3 separate regions of the Sus scrofa genome follow, and regions 1 and 2 are each linked to region 3. The links are chromatin contacts, called in public Hi-C and HiChIP or PLAC-seq maps. All regions are on one chromosome and are shown on one strand. Each heading gives the region's core, a stretch centred on a gene start, on an enhancer-like site or on the middle of the called end of the contact. The rest is flanking DNA. Distances are from core to core; before and after follow the strand shown.

Evidence for each region. Hi-C and Micro-C count contacts between places; a contact is called where the count stands out from the background. HiChIP or PLAC-seq counts read pairs in DNA pulled down with a chosen protein or histone mark.
Region 1: a contact with region 3 is called in an H3K27ac HiChIP or PLAC-seq map of alveolar macrophages. The contact joins two enhancer-like sites. A contact is called at or near these places in 2 of 47 Hi-C or Micro-C datasets (alveolar macrophages and liver) and 1 of 2 datasets of contacts at active chromatin or transcription factors (alveolar macrophages).
Region 2: a Hi-C map of liver shows a contact between it and region 3, with 5 times the contacts expected there. The contact joins the promoter of CCL16 here to the enhancer-like site in region 3. A contact is called at or near these places in 1 of 5 promoter capture datasets (liver), 9 of 47 Hi-C or Micro-C datasets (blood, liver, omental adipose tissue and 2 more) and 1 of 2 datasets of contacts at active chromatin or transcription factors (alveolar macrophages).

Annotation. Positions count from the first base shown.
Region 1 is chr12:39,462,358-39,465,057 of Sscrofa11.1, forward strand. No RefSeq gene overlaps it. Among named protein-coding and RNA genes, the nearest start is that of CCL4, 17 kb to the right of the region's middle. Within about 2 kb of position 1,349, at least 5 of the 83 cell types and tissues checked have an H3K27ac peak or open chromatin away from gene starts, as enhancers often do. A contact at or near this core is called in alveolar macrophages and liver, where this site is marked.
Region 2 is chr12:39,616,790-39,619,489 of Sscrofa11.1, forward strand. It overlaps CCL16 (C-C motif chemokine 16), which reads left to right and starts at 1,398. Exons shown (of 3, transcript XM_003131714.4): 1 at 1,398-1,700. The coding sequence starts at 1,625.
Region 3 is chr12:39,542,349-39,545,048 of Sscrofa11.1, forward strand. All of the region lies in intron 3 of LOC100515857 (C-C motif chemokine 3), which reads right to left. Among named protein-coding and RNA genes, the nearest start is that of CCL3L1, 52 kb to the left of the region's middle. Within about 2 kb of position 1,338, at least 11 of the 83 cell types and tissues checked have an H3K27ac peak or open chromatin away from gene starts, as enhancers often do. A contact at or near this core is called in alveolar macrophages and liver, where this site is marked.

The DNA of each region.
Region 1 (2,700 bases), core at 99-2,598, 80 kb before region 3:
CTGTGATTTTATCTTCTCTTCTAAATATATATTACACCGTTATCATATACCTAAAAATAAAATTATTAATTTTTCTTTTATTTTAAGGGCCACATTTGTGGCATATGGAGGTACCCAGGCTAGGGGTTGAATCAGAGCTGTAGCTGCCAGCTTACACCACAGCCACAGCAACATGGGATCTAAGCCCCATCTGTGACCTACAGCACAACTCTCGGAAACGCTGGATCCTTAACCCACTGAGCGCTGCCAGGGATCAAACCCGCATCCTCATGGATACTACTCGGGTTCTTAATCCATTGAGCCACAAAGGGAACACCTAAAAATGAAATTATTTTTGAGGTAGAGAAAAGCAGTCACAGATGTGCCTCTCAATTCCTGCATTTTTTCCATTTTCCTGTCTGCTTAGACTCAAGAGGAACCCAGGAGGAGAGGTGTTCGAAAGGAGAAGGGGTAGAGACAACTAGCAGACACACAGGGGACAGGTCCCTGGGTCTGTGGAAGGTGAGTATGCAGAGCAGCTCAGGACAGCCGTGGGGCCGCTGGGCCTGGTCCTTGGGAAGAGCTGAGGTTTCTTTCCTTCTTTTTTTTTTTTTTTTTTTTTTTTTTTTTTTTTTTTTCTTTTTTTCTTTTTAGGGCCTCACCCGAGGCATATGGAGGTTTCCAGGCTAGGGGGTCAAGTCAGAGCTACCTACACCACAGCCTCAGCAACGCGGGATCTGAGCCACATTAACAACCGACACCACAGCTCACAGCATTGCAGAATTCTTAACCCACTGAGCGAGGCCGGGGACCGAACATTCATCCTCAGGGATACTGGTCAGATTTGTTTCCACTGCGCCACAACGGGAACTCCAGAGCTGTGGTTTCTTTCAGCATCCGCTGCTCAGCGTGCATCCTTTGCTCCTGCTTCTGCTGGCTCAGCTTCTGGACCCTTCAGAGGAAAATGCCTGTCATGGGAACATGACAGAAGATTCTGGACTGGGGTGAGGTAGTGAGAGGACAGAAAGTTTGCATAAACCAGAGCATGAGGAAACAGGCTCCTTCCCTGCTGGAGAGGAAAATGGGGGAAGTAGGCGCAGCACGAGAGCAGAAAATACAGGCTTGGTGTCTGGTGGTGGCTCCTGCCTCCCACCCAGAAACCCAGAGAAACCCCAACGGGATGGTCCCATAAGCAGAAATGGGCTCCCTGGCGTCTGGGTAAGAAAGGGAAGTTTCATGAAAAAGGAAAAAGGAGAAAACAAAGTCTGATGTTGCACAACAGGTGAAGTCCAATATTGCCGCACGTGGTCGACTGCAATTCCTGGGTAAAGCGTTTTTTCGTTTTTTCGTTACCATCGTCCCTCCAGCCTCTGTGGAACTGAGTTCCTCCCTCCCAGTTTGCTCAGTGGGGAGAGGGCTCCATTGCGAGGGAGAAGGTCCAGATTCTGGCCTTAACCCTGTCCTCTCACTAGTAATGAAACCAGAAATAAGTTATGGCTCTGCTCTGGGTTTCATCAGACAAATGAGAGAGTGAAAGCTTTCAGAAAAAAAAAAAAAAAATCTAAGATGCCCAGAGGGCCACTGGAGTCTCGGGAAGAATCAGGCTTCTTCTTCTTCTTTTTTTTCCTGCTTTTTAGGGCTGCACTCGCAGTATATGGAGGTTCCCAGGTTAGAGGTCTAATTGGAGCTACAGCCACCAGCCTACACCACAGCCACAGCGAAAATGGATCCAAGCCATGTCTGCAACCTACACTACAGCTCATGGCCATGCCAGATCCTTAACCCGCTGAGCAAAGCCAGGGATCAAACCCGCAACCTCGTGGTTCCTAGTCGGATTCATTTCCACTGCGCCACAACGGGAACTCTAATTCAGGCTTCTTCTTAATGTTGTTGGTGGGTGTTGAATCCTTGGTGAAGCTTCAGCCTGCATATTCAGCGGCTAAAGTGACTCACTCTGAGGTGCCTCACCTGGTCATAGTTCATCAGCTTGGCATATATCCACTTCACCCTGGGTTTTTCCTGTGGGGAAGTTTGTCTCGCCTTCTAGAATGTTCCATCGCTTCCCCCAATGAGCTTCAGGGGGTCACTGTCAGTGACTCTTTAGCTGGGGATTGCATTCGTTTCCTATTGCTGCTGCAACAAGTTACACAGACTTGGTATCCTAAAACAACATACATTCATTCTCTTAAAGTTCTGGGAGTCACATGTCCAAGATCTGAGCTGAAATCAAGGGGGCTGTGCTTCTTCTGGAAGCTCTAGGAGAGAAGCAATTTCCTTGCCTTTTCCAGCTTCTAGAACTGCAGTCTTGCATTCCTTGGTTTGTGGGCTGCTTCCTCCATCTTGAAAGCCAGTGGCAAAGGCATCTTGCTTTTGTTATCACACTGTCATCTCTTCTCTAGCCCGGTCTCTACCTGTTCCATATATAATAAGGACACTATGGCTAGATTTAGAGTCCAGAAAAATAATACAGACTAATCTCTTCATCTCAAGATCCCTCACTTGACTGCAAAATCCTTTTTGTCATATGACTAGGATGTGGACACCTTGGGGGCCACTACTCAGCTTGCTGCTGTGATCTGCACCATGTCTGAGGCCTGGGGCTCATCTCTTCTCTCTCCCAACCCCGTCCCTCAGACCGGGATCTGTATCTTTCACCAAAGACCACACCCCCACCCTCTAGTCCACCCAAACTCCCCTCCTTTCACTTCCTTTAGGCCCTGT
Region 2 (2,700 bases), core at 148-2,647, 75 kb after region 3:
TGGATGGGTGGGTGGGTGGATGGATGGATGGAAAGATGGGTGGATAGGTGGGTGGATGGCTACAGTGAGACAGAAATCAAGAGGCAGTTTATGCTCCAAGAACAACACCCAGCTGTCCCCCAAGGCTTCCACGTTCAACAAGGCACTCTGTGAACTTAGAGAAAGAGCACTCCCAGTGTAGGCACAACGACCACCTTCCCTGGCCTCCAGCCTCCACTGACAAGGCCCAAGAGGGTGCCTGCAGCTAAAGGTACAGCCAGGCTTCCTCGAACTTCATCGCCTCCATGAACAGAGGTCAAGTGCTGTCCCACCTACACACTCTCCCCACCCTCATAAAAAGCCACGGTTTCACCACCATTAACTGCCTTGAACCCACCAGGACTAATTGCATCATATGTGTTCCCTATTTATGAGCAGTCATGCCAATCAGCAAGCCCCATAAGGATCTTCATAGTCCTTGTTTTGCTCTGCCTCCCTCTGCTCTGATCTCCCAAAACATTCCCTCAGGCTTCAGAAGTTCACAGTCCATCAAAGGCAAAATCTCTCTTTCATTTCTTCTCTGAACGCTGCCTCCAATCTGAAACGGGGTCCTGAGGCAGTCTGAAGAGAGAAGATGCTGAGGGACGGGTCCAGCCTCAGCCAAAGCCCGAGGGCAGAAGCTAGAACTTTGGGTCTCAGAAGCAGGTTTTCGGGCTTGGAGTCTTGGGGCGCCCTCTGCTGGTCACAGTGGCAGATCCGATTAACCCACACAGCGGGCACCCAGAAGGGATCAGACAACTAGACCTAAAACTGGTTCTGAGTCCAAGGTCCAAAGAGATAAATGAGAACATTAACAAATAAACCAAACACTTCAGCAACAAGTGGGGACCAAGGATCAGGATTTTTTTTTTTTTACTATTAGTTACATAACCTGTGACAAAAGTGAGCTCAATCATGGGTTCTGGGAGGGGTGGGGGGAACATCCTTTTCAGAGGGCACTAAACCCTACCCTTGCCTCAGTCTGTGCTCTCCTGCTTTCTGCAAAATGGGAGTGAAGGAGTTCCCACTGTGGCTCAGCAGGTTAAGAACCCGACTAATATCCATGAGGATGCAAGTTCAATCCCTGGCCCCACTCAGTGGGTTAAGGATCCAGCATGAGCTGTGGTGTAGGTCGCAGATGCAGCTCGGATCCCAAGTTGCTGTGGCTGCGGTGTAGGCTAGCAGCTGCAGCTCTGATTTGACCCCTAGCCTCGGAACTTCCATTATGTGTGGGGCTAAAAGAAAAAAGAAAATAAAAAATAAGTTAAATTTGTTTAAAAGGGGAGTGAGAATCTCTCCTCCCTGCGGTGAGGACTAAGCGAATTAGGGCGTGCGAGGTGCTGACACACGGCGCATGCTCACACTTTCCCTTCCACTCGTTTTTTTCCTTCACACGGATTCAAATCTGACTGAATTCACCTCTGCACCAGCCCCTACCCTCCACCACCCTCCCTTTGGGCAGACACCCAGGGAGGCCCGTTGTCTCTCCTCCTCCACCCGCTCTGAAGCGGTCAGAGTCCAGAGAGCTGAGGGCTCAGAGGGAGGACCAGCAGGGAGCCCACCTCCGCTCAGCCCTGCCCTGGAGCTAAACTGCCCCCTCGAGAAGATGAAGGTCTCCGTGGCTTCCCTCTTTCTCCTCATCCTCATCCTCGCCACTACTTCTGCTCTTCGCGGCCAGGAAAGTGAGTGAGTCCACCCGTCCCTGAAGGGCAGCCGAAAGAAAGGGGAAATGGGGCAGCTGGCATGCTGCGAGGTGACGCTGAGAATACTGTCAGATCTCTGTCACCCGCCCCAGGGCCTCTCCGCTCCTGCACCCAGAGCTGCTGTCCTTAATCTCCCTCCTTTGTAAGTGGAGCTGGGCTGTGGTCCACATCCTTCTGGGGTTGGTCGGGCAGGTTCAGGAAGCTGGGTCAAGGTTACATCAGGGGTCCTCGGGATGGAGAGCAGGTGTGAGCACTTAGGAGGAAGAGCCGAGGAAGCAGCAGAAGAGACAGGAGTGAACAAACGTGATGAGGAGGAGAAAAGCCATAGGTTCCCCCGAAAGGGCAGGACGAGGGGAGTCTGGGAGGCGGGCTGAGGGAGGCTAGGGATGAGGGAAGCCCGGGAACGCAGAGTCTGAACCCACAAGGCCTTGCTCGCAGTGTCCGGCATGGATTGCTGGGACCATCAGGGCAACCAAAACAAGTCCCAGTGGGATGCCCAAGAGTGCTATTTTAGCATTTCTGTCTCCATCCCCCAGCCTAGGATTAAATAAAATCTGTAGAAATGAGAAAAGGAGTTGAGAGATTTTGAAGCCACGGGATGCCTGGGACCTATGGAGAACAGGATTCGTTTTGTCCACTCCCTACCCCTTCCTCTGCCATCATTTATAAAGGCTGGTGACAGGGGAGCAACTAAGACACTCAGGTCTTCCACCTACCTGCCTTCAGCTGCCCCATTCTTTTCTCCCTAAAGCTACCCTTGGCATACAGTCTGGTCGGACTCTGCCTGTGTAAACACTCAGGGAGCAAGGGTCACACACACCATTGCAATATGCCCTCATACCCTCAGGAAGCCCCTGGTCTTCATAAATGTTGCCTGAGGCCCAGTGGGACTGTGTGCAGAGGTGTCTCAGGGCCCTTCGGGAAGGTCAAGCAGGAAACCAACCCCCCAAAGCGTGGATCAGCCAAACGGTGCTCTTGA
Region 3 (2,700 bases), core at 88-2,587:
GGGCTTCTATTCAAATCTATTCTCCTAGGGATGGCCAACTCCCTCCTGTCCCTCAGGTCTCAGTTAAATGATCTTTCTTGGAGTAGCCTTCCATGAACCCCTAATACAAGTCTGGTCTCCAAACTGTTTCATAAAATCTTGTAACTAATCTATCACAGCTCTTATCCCACTTTGTAATTAGGTATTTATTATACATGATTATTTCTTCCTTTTTTTTTTTTTTTTTTTTTTTTTGGTCTTTTGAGGGCCACACCTGCAGCATATGGAGGTTTCCAGGCTAGGGGTCGAATCAGAGCTGCAGCTGCCAGCCTGCCCCACAGCCACAGCAATGCCAGATCCTTAACCCAAATGAATGAGGCCAGGGATAGAATCTGCATCCTCATGGATTCTAGTCAGGTTTATTACCACTGAGCCATGATGGGAACTCCTTCTTTCATGTTTTTCTTCCCTCACAATACAGTCAACCCCATGAGACCAAGTAGCACTGGATTAGGAGAGGCAAATTTTTTGCTGATGGCCCAGACAGCATCTCCCCACCCCGACCTTTACTCTAAAAACGAAATCTGGGAGTTTCTGTCATGGCGCAGTGGTTAACAAGTTGGACTAGGAACCATGAGGTTTCAGGTTCAATCCCTGGCCTCGCTCAGTGGGCTAAGGATCCGGCATTGCCATGAGCTGTGGTGTAGGTCACAGACAAGGCTCGGATCTGGCATTGCTGTGGCTCTGGTGTAGGCCAGCAGCTATAGCTCCGATTCAACCCCTAGCCTGGGAACTTGCATATGCCACAGGTGCAGCCCTAAAAAGGACAAAATGCAAAAAGATACAAAAAATATAAAATAAAATAAAAATAAAAAATAAAAATGAGCTGGGTCCATAGGATCCTACCACCAGCCTTCTAGGTTAAATGTCTGCAACGTACAGCCTGGGAGCCAGATCCAGCTGCTCCTGGTTTTTGTAAATAAAGTTGTGTTAGAACTCAGCCACACCTGTTGGTTTTCACGTTGCCCATGGCTGCTTTTGCTCTACAAGTACAGAGCCAGGCAGGTGTGACAAAGACTTTGTGTGGCCCACAGAGCTTAAAATAGTTACCTTCTAGGACAAGGTAATGACTATTCTGGTAGCCAAACCTCCCTCAGCCACCAGCCTCTAAGCTCCATCTGTCTCTCTCCCCAGAGAGACCAGTCCAGAAAGCTCCCATCATGACATGACCTGTTGGTTCTCCCTGCCCTGCTTCTAACATCCCTAAAAATTTGTGCAGCAGCTCAGTGCAGGGTATGTCTCTGGAAGGCACCCCATAGTGCCCCTAGTGGTGCCTGGCCCAATAACGCCTCTCCCTAGGAGAGAGCAGCTCTGAGAACTGCAGCTTTCCCTCCAGAAGCCTAGCTCTGTGCCTGCCACGTGTGGCTGGCCATGTGACTCTCCACCCTCTTACTCAACAACAAATAATGAAGAAATGATTAAGTGGATAAATGGCCTGCGGGTGGCTCTAGCACTTCACCAGCAAATCTTCAAATGGGGACAAATTACAATTGCCTTGAGGGTTTTGGGGCTACTTGTGGCTTTCCGGAAGTTAATAAGCCTGCATTATTTGGGAAAAGCAGTACATGCTGAATTAGCCATGATTATTTTCTTTTGCTACTAGTTTATTCACTACTGGTAGAAGTAGGTAATTGTTTGCTTTTCCTGATATTTTGATAGGTTCTTATCAACTGGCCAGGAATTTGGGTTCAAAGATCTCTTTACAAAGAAAAAGGACACTTGGTGCCAGGTTGGAAATTAGGGGTGTGCTCAGTTCAAGATGGCAGATAGAACTCTCACATTCAGAAGTCCTCCTGTCCAAATCCTATTGAAGTCATCATTTTGAAGAAACCAAAGACAAGGAGGGCAGGACAGGAGGGAAAATCAATAGTCTATAGAGTTTTCATTAAATTTCTGGAAGATGGAAAATGAACAGAGGACTATAAACAGATCAAATGTAATAGAAAAGGCCAGAACCCAGGACACACACAGGAAGCAGCAGCAGGAATTCCCTGGCGGCCCAGCAGGTTAAGGATGTGGTGTTGTCACTGCTGCGGCTATGGTTACTGCTGTGACTGTAAAAAGGAGAAGAAAAAAAAAAAAAAGCAGCAGCAGCAGTGGAGGTTCAAGGCTCTGGGCTCTGAATGCAGGTGGAGAAAGTAGGAATGAGAAGTGGGCAGGGGTTGTGAAGATCAGGCCACAAGCTGCTGTAAGTAGATGCCCTAAACCCACCCATTCCCACCATTGGGACTTGAAGTGTCATAGAAAACTATTGCACCTGACAAAGCTGAACAGGCAAGCAAGACTTTATTCAAGACTACTGCAAGAAGGGAGAGAGAATGAATTCAAAGCCACTGAAACAGAAGACAGGAGGATGTTTAAGTACTCGGATGAACTAGTGGAAAAGTACTGTTGGGGGGGGGGCTGACTAATGGGATGTGCCCAGCACGCTGAGTTATTCCTGAGTTTGCAAATGTTTTTCTCTGTGATTAAGGCATCTGAGTTTGCTGCTCGGCACCCAATGAAGTTAGGCTCCCACTGTCCCACAGAGACTGGGAGATAGTGGTATTGTCTTCCCTAATGACTTCGTTTCAAAAGGATGCCTCCCAAGTCCTTGAGAAAGATGTTCCTGGGTGGGAAAACTGGTCAGAGTCTGGAAAGATATATATGTATTTCAAAGGG